2 separate regions of the Muntiacus reevesi genome follow, and region 1 is linked to region 2. The links are chromatin contacts, called in public Hi-C maps. All regions are on one chromosome and are shown on one strand. The core of a region is the stretch at or near the end of the contact, and the rest is flanking DNA. Distances in the headings are between cores, read along the strand shown.

Evidence for each region. Hi-C and Micro-C count contacts between places; a contact is called where the count stands out from the background.
Region 1: a contact with region 2 is called in a Hi-C map of muscle, with 4 times the contacts expected there. The contact joins the promoter of MTF2 here to the promoter of DR1 in region 2. A contact is called at or near these places in 2 of 3 Hi-C or Micro-C datasets (blood and muscle).

What each region holds. Positions count from the first base shown.
Region 1 is chr1:111,323,664-111,330,153 of mMunRee1.1, forward strand. MTF2 (metal response element binding transcription factor 2) reads right to left here and starts at 4,021. Exons shown (of 16, transcript XM_065908701.1): 1 at 3,781-4,021. The coding sequence starts at 3,785.
Region 2 is chr1:111,049,506-111,056,067 of mMunRee1.1, forward strand. It overlaps DR1 (down-regulator of transcription 1), which reads right to left and starts at 1,988. Exons shown (of 3, transcript XM_065908468.1): 1 at 1,769-1,988. The coding sequence starts at 1,988. It overlaps LOC136163379 (a long non-coding RNA gene), which reads left to right and starts at 2,815. Exons shown (of 5, transcript XR_010662237.1): 1 at 2,815-2,999; 2 at 5,577-6,038.

The DNA of each region.
Region 1 (6,490 bases), core at 2,771-5,270, 280 kb after region 2:
ATACAGACTTTCATTTTGGGGTAAGGAAAACGTTCTGAAATTAGATAATGGTGACGGCTGCACAACTCAATATACTAAAAATCACTGAATTGTAAAAGGGTACATACATGTGAATTATGTATGCGTGCATGCTAAGTCACTTCAGTCGTGTCCAACTCTTTGCAACCCCGTGGACCTAGCCCCCCAAGCTCCTCTGTCCATGCGATTTCCTAGGCAAGAATACTGAAGTGGGTTGCCTTTTCTTCCTCCAGGGGATCTTTCCAACCCAAGTACCAAACCCACACCTCCTGAGGTTCCTGCACTGCAGGTGGACTTTTTACCACTGAGCCACCAGAGAAGCCCAAAATGCTGCCTCTCCCTTATGACTGAGTGCCTGCCCGCTAAGACACTTCAGGCATGTCTGACTCTTTGCAACTCTATAGATTGTAGCCCGCCAGGTTTCTCTGTCCATGGGATGGAGAATCCTATGGATTCTTGTTGCCATGCCCTCCTCCAAGTAATCTTCCCAACCCAGGGATGAACCCACGTCTCCTATGTCTCCTACATGAGCAAGCATGTTTTCTACCGCTACCCCACCTGGGAAGCTTCCAGGTGTGTGTATATATATAAAAAAACATGCATTATATCTCAAGCTATTAAAGTGTAGAGTTAATATCTGCATTTCAGTAAGTACAAATTTGCTATCAAAAAGCTCATTATACTTCTGTTCACTTTATGTGTTTGAAATTTTATGTGTAAAAATAACAAATTATTTTAAATAGCAAAGTAAACTAATTTTCCTAAAATCCATTTCTGTTGTTTTTGACAAAAGAAAAAGAATCTTGTATCTTAAAAAAAACAAGAGACATTGCTACCTTCATTGTGCTTTTCCAATGTTATGTGAAAACAGATAAATGACAGAAGACATGGTATGTGCAAAGTGAAGATTACTTCACCTTAAAAAGGTATAAAGAGAATGTGAATCCCCTCAGTTCAAAGATAGTTCCTTACCCTTGGGTTCCTGTGGTTTCCATGGTTAATGGGTGTGACAATTCCTAATAAACCGATGCAATAATACTGTGCTGTCCCATACAGCAGTCACATATGGCCACTTTAATTTTAGTTTAAATGAAGTATACTAAATTATAAATTCAATTATCAGCCTCACCAGTTACATTTCTGGTGTTCAACACCAATGGGCCTATGGCTACCATACTGGACACAGCAGATATAGACAGCTGCCATCACTGCAGAAAGTTCCACTGGAGAACACTACTGAAACACATTAAAAAACATCCACAGAGAAACTATCATAGTCCAATTTAGGGTTGTGATGCTGTATTTTGAGCTTCCCAGGTGGCACTAGTGGTAAAGAACCCGACTGCCAATGCAGAAGATGTAAAAGATGAGGGTCAGATCCCTGGGTCAGGAAGAGCCCCAGGAAGAGAACACAGCAGTTCACTCCTGCGTTCTTGCCTGGAGAATCCCACGGACAGAGGAGCCCGGCAGGCTCCAGTCCACATGGTCGCAAAGATTCGGGCAGGACTGAAACAACTTAACACACACACACACACACACACACACACACACACACACACACACACGAAACAAATCTTGACGAACAGGGAAAACAAAGCATAATATATCAACAAAGAAATATCATTCATGGAAGTTTCGACTAAAAAAAGCTACAGTTAAATTTTACTTTCAGAATGACCAAGCTATAGATGTTGGCCTTGGCAACTGCTCAGAGGCAAATTTCCCCATCTATTAAACTAGATTATCACTATACTGCCAGTTTCCTAAAGTCAGATGTAAAGATTATGCTGAAATATAAAGCAAAGTATCCTTTCAGTCAAAGATCTAATGAAAAGGTCTATTTATAATCCATGACATCAAAGAGTTTATGACCCATAGAAAAATACACAGAATAAAATTAATTTCCTAATTTGAGTTCTGAGGTAACAGGCATAATTAAAAGCATAATTAAATAAACTTTGTTTCATCTAGATATAATGTTTGGCCAGATGATTTCTATACTTCTACTTCTAAAACTGTGAGTACGCTTCATCCCGGTAGGTGAAGATTTCGTTAATGTCCACTGACATCAATGTGCAGTATCAGGAAACAGGTGCACTCTTAATTCAAATATTTTAAAATATTTTTAGCACTTAAAAAAAATGGAGGTGAACAAATTTTAAATGTGAATTCAAATAGATTTTTATATTTAGAAACCTAAAAAAAAAACAAAAACAAAAAGCTTCACCTTATAGTCCCTTCCCAAGTTATCACTACAAACGTTTGGAGGGTGAAAAACATTCCAAATATCAAAGGATCGAACCGGGGGCTCCCGCATTGCAGGCGGATTCTTTACCAGCTGAGCTCCCAGGGAAGCCTCAAAAATATAACAGAAGTTTAAAATCAGCTCTTTCCTTGCCAAAACTACTGGGCTCTTAAAGCTTAGTCAAAACGGTTCCATTTAAAGCATTTCAAACCTCCATAAAGGTCACTCAATAACCGACGTACACTTTATTTATTTCACACTAAATACTTCTAAATGCACTGTCTTTGCAATCCATTGCCAAAGAAAGAAATTCTCGAGAATGAAAACATGGAAACTGAAACCAGCCTACACCGAAGGTGTACAGAAGGGTCGGTCACCTGGAATCAATCTGAAGGAGAAAGTTACTGCTACCGGAGCATCTGGAGTCAAATCAGGCACTATATACATATTTCTAGTTCTATACTGACCTCACATGGTGCTTTCTTACGTTATACATAGGCCTACCTAGGTTTCTATATTTGAATTAGTAAATGGATTCTATCTTCAACCAAAGTTAAATGTTTTAAAGAACAGAATAGCATTTCATACCCCTTTTCCCATTGTTCACGAACCCTTACAGTTCGTCAAAACACCCCGATAAATCCATCTCATCTGTTCCCTTTAGTTGCTTCCAAAGAAAAATTCGAACAACCAAGGACGCCAGATTGTAAAACACACAGTAAAGAGTCCTGGCACTACTAAAACATGTTAAGAAGTCTTGGCAAATTAGTTAAAATCTCTTAAGCCGTAATTACCTCAGTTGTAAAGTGAATACAACAATACACATCTACATCCGAGTAGGCATTAAGAGTTAGATTTAATTAAACAGAAGAACTGCCTCAGATTTTTGGTGGGCTCCGAATATAAGGTACCTCTCGCCCATCTCACACTTTTCCTTCCACTTCTTCCCTTTAAGTTTGCAGGCTTTGCTCTCAGGCTCTACTTAGTGTTCCCCTTAACCTCACACTCCATCCTGCTCTTCTACTCTATCCCCAGACTCCAATTCCATACAATTTCACCACCCTCCGGTTTCAAGCGGCTACCTCCCTTTGCGCCCTCTAAGGTCCCAGACCACCCCTTCACTCTGGTCCCCACATCTCCCTCAGTCCCCATTTCCTAACGGCTCCTCCCCTTGGTTCCCCACCCCCTCATCACCAGGTTCATCCTGCCCCTCCAACCGTCTCCCGCCCCCAGGTTCCTTCCTGCCCCTCCAAACACAGCTTCCCCGTCTCAATGTTTCATCTTGTTCCTCCAACCGACTTCCCCCAATGCCCTGCTCGCTCCTTTAGTCCCTATTTTCTCCAATACCCAAATGACTACCCCTTTCCATCCATTCTTTTCAAGGCACCCCCATACACATACTGGAGCCCCCACCCCCACTTTGAGCCTCCATCTTTCCCTTTTGCTTCCTTTCTTCCTCCTCCCCACCCCCTCCACCTCCTCCGGAAGAGCCTGGTTCCCAGGCCAAGGTCTCTCACCTCATTCGGTCACTTCAGTGGTGCCAACCGCTTCATACAGGAAAAAACAGCCAATCACGACCCCGTGGGCGCTTTCCTTGCGAGTCCGAGCACTTACTAGGCACCCGCCCCACCGGGCACCCCGCACATACACACGCACAAACCGAGGTCCTGGGGACGAGGGTTGGGGAGGGGTAGAGAGAGCGTTCTTACACCGGCCTCAAACACAGACCACTTCGCTACAACCCTTCGCCATTTTGGTTTCCCGCGGACTGCCGGTGCATTCTGGGAGAGCGGAGCGCCTCCGGTGCCGAATGGCAGCTCTCCAGAGCCGCGAGGGGGCGGGGACTGCGGGGCGAGCGCGGAAGAACACCGCGCTCTGCGTCCGCGGCTAGAGATGAACAAAGAAGGACTCTTTGACTTTGTGGTGGGCTAAGTCCTTCCGCCGCCGGCGCTAACACAATAGTGAACGGTGTTCTCTGGTCTACCGGCGGTCCTGCGGCTGTTTCTGTTACAGAGGAAAGCTTGTGTTCAACTTTCACATTGCATGTTCTGTTCCTGACAAATGGCACGGTACCCCTTACGTCTTGCCCTGCCAATTTTTTTTCTATGGAGAAAATCTCTTACCTTCATCCTGAGGCCTGTTCGAATTTCATTCAGCGGGGAGGAGGCCCGGGACGTCAGAATCACATTTTGTTCCGCGATTATTGTCCAGCTCCAAATTCCTTCCTATCAGGAGGAGATTTTCACACTTTTTTCCCTGACGATGAAAGGTGTCTCTACTTAGCCGCTTTGCAGATCCTTACTAATTGTGGTGGAATCTGAGAATAATTTCGTCCTAAGTGGTTTATTTTGGTAATATAAAACTTTTTTCTACTAGAGCAGACCCTTAGCCTACCAATATTCTGCTGCAGATGTCCCAAGTGACAGAGAGTGAATGCTTGTCTCTGTGACTTCTACTTAGATAAAACCCAACTCCTCTTAATAGCCACATGTGGTACCTTTGTTTATAACTGTCAAAATACTTAAAAAATCATTTTTAATTTTTGTCTCATTACTTCACAGAGATAATTAGTACCATGTTTTCCCGTCTTAGAAAACAGCTCAATCTATCTGCTCCCGTTCAAGTTTCATTTTTATGATAACCTTCTCATAAATTTGTCTTCAATCCCCTTCACACTTTTGGTTGAATAGAGTTTAACTTTTTTTTTAAAGGTATACTTGCTGTGCAGCTAAGCCTAATCACAGAACATCAGTTTTAGAGAACATTTGGTCTAAATTCCCCTCAACAATTCTCTCAAGTGGTCATCAAGCCTCAGCTTCAACATCTTGTAGTGGTTCAGTACCTCGGAGGCAGTCATTTCGTTTTCATAAACGCTAATAATTAGAAAGTCTGTCCTTTTATAAATGTACAATCTGCCTTCCTATAATTTCCACTTATTGGTCTAACTTTTAGCTTCTTTAGCCACAGTTCTGATCTTTTCTACATTAGAGAAGTCAACGATGCCTGTCTTTTTGGGGGGGGGGGAATTTTCTTTTTCCCTATGTAAACATATGAGTACAAAAGTGCAATCATTTCATTTTAGGAAGCCAGGTACTCAGGGAATCGAAGGCAGTGAGGGAGTCACAGTAAAATGCAAAGAATTTCTGTAACTGTGGTCTCAGAAATTGCTGCTAAGTAAGCAGTGTGCCATGGATTAGAACCTTAAGAAGAAACAAATGTGGAACCTCTCAGAAGTACAAAGCAAAACAACTCCAGTCAGAGTAAGCTGTACTCTTGATTGTTATGTATTTCTCTGATGGTCATACGGGTTACTGACAAAAATTCTGGTTCTCCTTTCTTCCAGACACAGAGTAAAATTGCATTTTATTGCACCTAGAGTTAGGTATGGCTGTGTAACTCATTTTCATCAATAAAATGAAAGAGAAAATCAATCACTTTCTAGGAAAATCTTTAAGAGGCAGTTGCACATCCCCTCCTGCTTGCTGTGGTGATCCTGGAAGCATGTGTTGTGATGGAATATCTTTCATTTTGGGTCCCTAAATGAAAAGAGCAGAGACTAACATTGTACAACCATCACCACAGTCCAGTTTTAGAAGATTTTGACCACCCTAAAAAAATCCATTATGCCCATTTATAATCAATCCTTATTCCAACTCCTAACCCCAGACAATCTGTTACCTGTTGCTGTAGATTTGCCTTTTCTGGTCATTTCGTATAAATGGACTGAAACAATGTGTAGGCTTTTGGTCTCACCTCTTTCACTCAGCACAATGTTTTTGAGGTTCATCCGCATTGTACCATGTGTCCCTAGTTCTTTCCTTTCTATTGTTGAATAGTACCCCACTGTATGAATGTATTCTGTTATCCATTCACCAGTTTGGGGCTACTATGAATAATCTGCTATGAATGTTTGTGTACAACTCTTGTGTAGATACTTGTTTTTGTTTTTCTTTGATAGATTCCTACAAGTGGAATTGCTGCGTTGTATAGTTAGTTTATATTAAACTTTTTAAGATACTGCCAAACTGTTTTCCAAAATGTGAGCAGGAAAAGTGTGTGGGCGGGTTCTGATTTCTTCACATCCTCACGAGTATTTGTTATTGTTTATCTTTTTTATTTTACTCTTCCAGTGGGAATGAAGTAGTTCCTCATAATGATTTCAATCTGATTTTCCATTATGTCTAGTAATGTTGAGCATCTTTTCATGTTCTTATTAGCCTTTCCTAC
Region 2 (6,562 bases), core at 738-3,237:
CTTTTGCAATTTTCATTAGAAAGGCAATGTTGATAAAACATCCATTTTCTCTTGTATGAGTTATAAAAGGAAATTACAGCTATTTGTGTTGGACAATCTTATGAAAGATTTATGACAATTGCACATATAATGTAAAAATAAAAACACAAGACAAAAAATAGACGACTTGGCTTTCATTTTACTTGCCAGAGTACTCTAAACAAATAGAATACTAGCTTTAAAGTCAAATATACCTTTTCCTAGGGATTTTTCTCCTTATATACTGAAATGGAAATGTCAGAGTATGTTTTATATATCATTAAGAATCAAAAATGAAATTACAGAAGTCATTTAAAAAATGAAATGACAAAATGCTTCGGTCAATAACTACCATAAAATACTGTATATGGTGAATATGAGCTGATGTGTCCTCTACTTCAGAATAACAGGAAAGTCACCTTTTAAAAAGTTAAACTGTAACAATAAAATGGTAGATAACTGTCTGCCTACCAAAATTAAATTAACAATGAATTTTTTTTTCTAACTTCAAAAGCGATCCAGAAATTGTTAGAATTTTAATTGGGTTATTATAAAAGGTAAGCTATCACTTCAAAATTGACCACAACCTTCCCATAAGATTATATGTACCAGTCACAGAAAGTGCTTCCCAAAAATGACTAGTAAATGTCTCCCCATTCCTGAAACACACCATCAGAATATGGTCCCCCAAAGCCCTATTAACTGAACTAAATCCTTTCCAATATATAAGAGGAGAAACTTAAACTTTCATAAGTGCTGTTCAATAAACGCTTAAGTGTATACATCTACACGGGGACGACAGCAGGAAACAAAAGGGAAAAGTTCCAAGAAAAAAAAATCTCACGATCTTTAAACCCAAGCTTTAAAAATCTACCTCCAAGGAACAATGCAAGCTATGGAAGGAAGGAAGAAAGGAAGGAAGGAAGGTTAAAGAACACTGACTGCCTCTTTCTCACAGAATAGAACTGGAGTGCTTTGGCAACTTGTTGATGAACGGTGTGTGTGAAGTCGTTCAGTCGTGTCCGACTCTGCGAACTCATGGACTGCAGCCCGCCAGGCTCCTCTATCCATGGGATTTTCCAGGCAAGAGTACTGGAGTGGGTTGCCATTTCCTCCTCCAGGGGACTTCCTTACCCAGGGATCGAACCTGGATCTCCCACACTGCAGGCAGACTCTACCATCTGAGCCACCAGGGAGGCCCATGAAACCGTTTTTAAAGCAGAAAATATACTCCAGTCAACACTAATAAACTTTACAATTGTGAACATTCACGTTAAGAATATTTTTACTCATGTTCTGAAAATTGATCTTTTCTTCTACACTGGTGAAAAAGGTCGGGTGGGAAAGGGGTGTCCTCTCCACTCAAGCTTGAACTTCCTGTCTGAATTCTAATTCTCCAAGAACTTCTGGCTTCCTCTCTCAGTTGTCATGATCCAGGTTTCACTTTAGGCAGGCAAAGTTCTTTTAGGTTTACCTGGCTGTAAGCTGAGGCCGCTACTACTACTTTCTGTGGGGGGATGTTAGCCGACTTAATCGCCTGCAGCTCTCACCTGCATTTGCTGTTTGAAAAGGACCACGAGAATACTACAGAGAGGTCTGAAGGCACCAGCTGCCTCCATGCCCGCAATGGCTTTTCAGTTACCAGTACTAACCAGGAGACAGAACTGAAGGCTTTGACATGAACGCGTCACGCGACCAGCAGGCTGTCCCCGGCCCCTCTTTGAAACAAAATCCCACAAATACCACTTACCTTGTATGACGTGCTCTGGCGAGATGGTTTTCTTTTCCGATTTGTTGCAAATCTCATTGGCTTCAGAAGATATAAGGTGAATGAATTCAGTGCAGCAGTTCACCACCAGCTCCCGGGCATCGTTAGCCACCCGGACATTGGGGAGAGTCTCTTTGATCATCTTATTGATAGCAGCCCTGGGTATAGTGAGATCATCATCGTTCCCAGATGAGGAAGCCATCGCACCTTCTCTCTCGCGCCCCGACTTTTAAAAACTCAACTCTGGTCCACGACGATTTTTCAAAAGGCCGCCCTCGGAGAGCGATCCAGGAGTCCCTCTGAGATGAGCGTGCAGAAAATTAAGGGGCCAGGGGTGGCTGGAGAGAGAGGGGAACACCCGTGTATGTGAAAGATTTAAGCCGAGGTTGGGAGCAAAGTTGGAGTGGCGGGGGCGGGGGGGGGGGGGTGGTGCTGAGGATTCTGGGGACAGCACTGCCCACGTCGGAGAGGGGAAGGCAAGGTGGTCCGGAATCTGAGCACTGGAGAACCCCCTTCGTGTCTCCTCAGAGGGGCGTGCGCTGTCGTCTAACCGTTCCCCAACGGCGCGGAGCAGAGGCAAGGTCCGGGGGCACTGGTCTGGCCGCGGAACAGGGCGGACACTCAGTGGGCAAGGCTCTACAGAACCGGAGCCCCCGCTGCTGCCGCCGCCGCCAGCAGCCGATGCCCCCGCCTCGGCCAAACCATCCTTCAGACACCCGCGCCGCCGCCTCACAACATGTCGGCCGCAGCCGCTGCCGGAACCGGGACGGTCTCCTGGGAACGAATACAAACAGAACCAGGCACAAGGGGGCCGGCGGCGGCGTCTACTGTGACCGTTTAGCCCGAACGCAGATCGTGGAAGCCGAAGCCACCCCAACGGTGGTCCCTCCAGAGGCCAGAGAAGAAGGTTTACTGGAAGCCTCTCCCGATACCCTTTGCGCTACCGGAAGCCTCGCCCCCACACGTTACCCCCCCACCCCACTTCCAGACCAACTTCCGGGTGTGGCGGCCGCCCTTCCCCCACCCTCGCCGGCGGGAACCGCCCGTCTTCTCCGCCAGCAGCTTCCGCCTGCCGCAGTCCCGGCACGCGTTCTGGGATCCCGCCCCTTCCCAGGGATAGTAACCGGGCGAGCGCACGCCTCGCGGTACCGAAGACACCCGAGCACGCGCCAGGGCTTCGGCACCAGACGCGGGTTGTGATGGGTTGAAGTGGGTGGGTGTACTGGCTAGGGTGGATCGCTGCCACTACCTTCTCTCAGCCAGCTGAAGCCTCGGAACCCTTTCTCAGCCACGTTTGTAGACAAAGGAGCGCTGGATTTTGTTCAAAGAACTTTCTTTGCTAACGTTAAGGAGCCCGAATTGAGATTGAAAGGAAGAGGAGCGAAGTCCAGGCTCGGGAATGGGATGTGGGAAAAGGAAAACTCCGTTTTCCTGGGTCTGCGTCGTGGAGGAAAAAGCTGTTGATGATATCTAATAGACTTTATTTGGGCCAAAGCTCTCTATGGTCCTCCACCCATTTTCTGGGTTTATGGGAAATGAAACAGAAGTGACAGCCACTACTAATTAACAGCTAAGCTGGAAACTAAAAATAAGATCCAACGTAGTGGAGAGGCATAGTCTACAATGAGCCAAATTACAAGGTTCCAACTTAGACGTTTTCCGTGATGTATTGGTTCTGATAAGGTGGGGGAAAGTGGGTTAAAGTGTATTCAGAAACTGATTTTCTCTCCTTTCCAGGGAAGCAAATGTGTGACAAGTTCTTTACAAAAATTGCATTTTTTTTTTTAAGTAAGTTTGCTATAAAGTAAGTTTGTCTTTCTGAAGAAGAGGCTGTGTTATAAATAGACTGTTGCAATTTCTCAAAAGTAAAAGAGATCACGTTTAAATCAGTTTAGGCACTTTAGTTAATCATATACAGTTGTTGTACATACTTTGGCAGCAACTGGCTTGTTTGAAATGTTTTCTTAAAGTTTTGTATTTCGGTGTACGACCCTAGATGTGGCATCTTGAGGAAACCATACTTACTTGTTCTTTTTTTTTTTTTTTTTTAGCCTTTTCTCCAGTACACTTGCAGGTTCTTTAATTTCTGCAGTGTAGACATTTGTTTCTTAGCATTACTAAGTTTAGTCAAAATAAAATGTCTTTGATAAAATATTTTAAACTTTTTCTTCAAAATAGGAATGTGAAACTGTTGGCTCAGATGTAGGCCTATGAAAGAGTTTCCTTCCTATATATCTTGTTTCCTTTCTACATGCTTGTTTGTTTCCTACGTAACTTCATAATACTCTTCTGGAAATCCAATTTTTGTTCTTCACAACTCGAAAGGGTCCAGCTTGCTATGAAGAGTACCCCCACCACCACCACAACTAGAGAAAGTCCACTCCCTGGAAGACCCAGCATAGCCAAAAATAAATAATAATTTTAAAAAATTACAAAAGGAAGTACTACAGATGCAGTGAGCTTCTGGTTTGTTCATCCCTCTATCCCTGGGGCCTCACAGATCCTGCTACATAATAGGCACTTGGTAAATATTTGTTAACTCTGGAGGTGAATGAGGACCTTTAAGGATAGTAGAGTAGAAAAGAAGTCCAAAGACAAAAAGAAGAAAGTATGTCAGGGGAGACTTGTTAGAAACCAAGAAGGTACAGTGCAAAGGAAGCCACGAGGGGAATTTTTTTGTTCATGTTTGCGCGAGTGTGTGCTGTCACTTCAATCAAGTCCGATTCTGTGCAACCCTATGGACTGCCACCTGCCAGTCTTCTCTGTCTGTGGGATTCTCCAGGCAAGAACACTGGAGTGGGTTGCGATGCTCTTTATTTTTAGCAGCCTTGGGTCTTTGTTGCTGGTGGGATTTCTTTAGTTGTCCAGAGTCGGGGCTACTCTCTAGTTGTGTGTGGGGTTTATCATTGTGGTGGTTTTTCTTGTTGGTTCCTCTAGGTGTGCAGGCTTAAGTTGGAAGGGTGTGAGATGCCACAGAGAAGCATTGTTGGAAGGGGATCAATCACTGAAGTAAAAGGTCAATAGGACAAAGTAGAAGTCAACATGCAAACAGTTAAGGAGAGGAATGCGGAAAAGAGCAAGGAGCACAGAACACACTTTCCAAAAGTTGGGTGGTGAAGGGAAAGGGGCAATGGAGTGACACTTGAGGAAGAAGCAGGGTCAAGAAAAAATTGCAAAGGCTAGGAGACACATAACATGTAGTTCAAAGGAAAAGAGGTGTAGATTGACAATACAAGCAAAGTAAGACTTTAAGGAAATGGAGGTGGATGTGATTGAAAGGTCCAAATAGAATGATCAGGATTAGATATACAGATCTGGGCGTGTTTCATATAACAGACTGAAGACAAGATTATTCCTTCTAGTACAGTGTTCATCTCTTGTTTGTTCTTTAGTTCTTCTAGGTTCTCTGGTAAACATTTCTTGCATCTTCTCCATTCTTTTTCCAAAACCCTGGATCATCTTCACTATCATTAGTCTGAGTTCTTTTTCTGAAAGGTTGCCTATCTGTTCTTCATTTAGTTATTTTTTCTAGGGTTTTATCTTTTTCTTTCATCTGGGACATAGTCCTCTGTATTTTCATTTTGATTTACTTTCTGTGATTGTGGTTTTCCTTCTTGAGGCTGCAGAATTGTAGTTGCCTCTTCTGTCTGCCCTCTGGTGGATGAGGCTAAGCAGCTTGTGCAGGCTTCCAGATGGGAGGGACTGGCAGTGAGAACTGGATCTTGCTCTAGTGGGCAGGGCTGTTCTTAGTAAAACTGTAATCCAATTGCCTGCTGCTTTCAATTTGTAGTGCTGGAGAAGATCCTTGAGAGTCCCTTGGACAGCAAGATCAAACTGGTCAATCCTAAAGGAAATCAACCGTGAATATTAACTGGAAGGACTATGCTGAAGCTCCAATATTTTGGCCACCTGATGCGAAGAGCCTACTCATTGGAAAAGACTTTGATGCTAGGAAAGATTAAGGGCAGAAGGGAAAGGGGGTGACAGGATGAGATAGTTGGATGGCATCACCAATTCAATGGACATGAGTTTGAGAAACTCCATGAGATGGTGAAGGACAGGGAAGCCTGGCATGCTGCAGTTCATAGAGTTGCAAGTAGTCAGACACAACTTAGCGACTGAAAACCAACGGTGACCTCCAAGAGGGCTCACACCAAGGGGCACTTCTAGGACTGCTGCTGCCAGTGCCCCCATCCCTGCAGCGAGCCACTGCTGACCCACGCCTCTGCAAGAGTTCATCGAACACTAGCTGGTAGGTCTGGTTCAGTCTCCTGTGGGGTCACTGCTCCTTTCTCCTCAGTCCTGGCACTCACAAGATGTTGTTTGTGCCCTCCAAGTGTGAAGTCTGTATTTCTCCCAGTCCTATGGAAGTCCTGCAATCAAATCCTGTTGGCCTTCACAGTCAGAATTCCTGGGGATTCCTAGTCCCTTTGTTGGGTCCCCAGGCTAGGACGCTCAGAACCATCACAAGAGTGGGAGAACTTCTTTGGTATTAGTGTTCTCCAGTTTGTGGGTTGCCCACTAGGCGGGTATAGGATTTAACTTTATCGTGATTGTGCCCTCCCCCCACCATTTCGTTGTGGCCTCTCCTTTGTCTTTAGATGTGGGATATCTTTTTTTGGTGGGTTCCAGCATCCTCCTGTCCATGGTTGTTCAAAAGCTAGTTGGTGCTCTCACAGGAGATGGGCACATGTCCTTGTACCCTGACATCTTGAACCAGTCAACCCTGAAGACAAGACTATAAGTGAGTGATTATAAACAGTGATCGTAGAAACT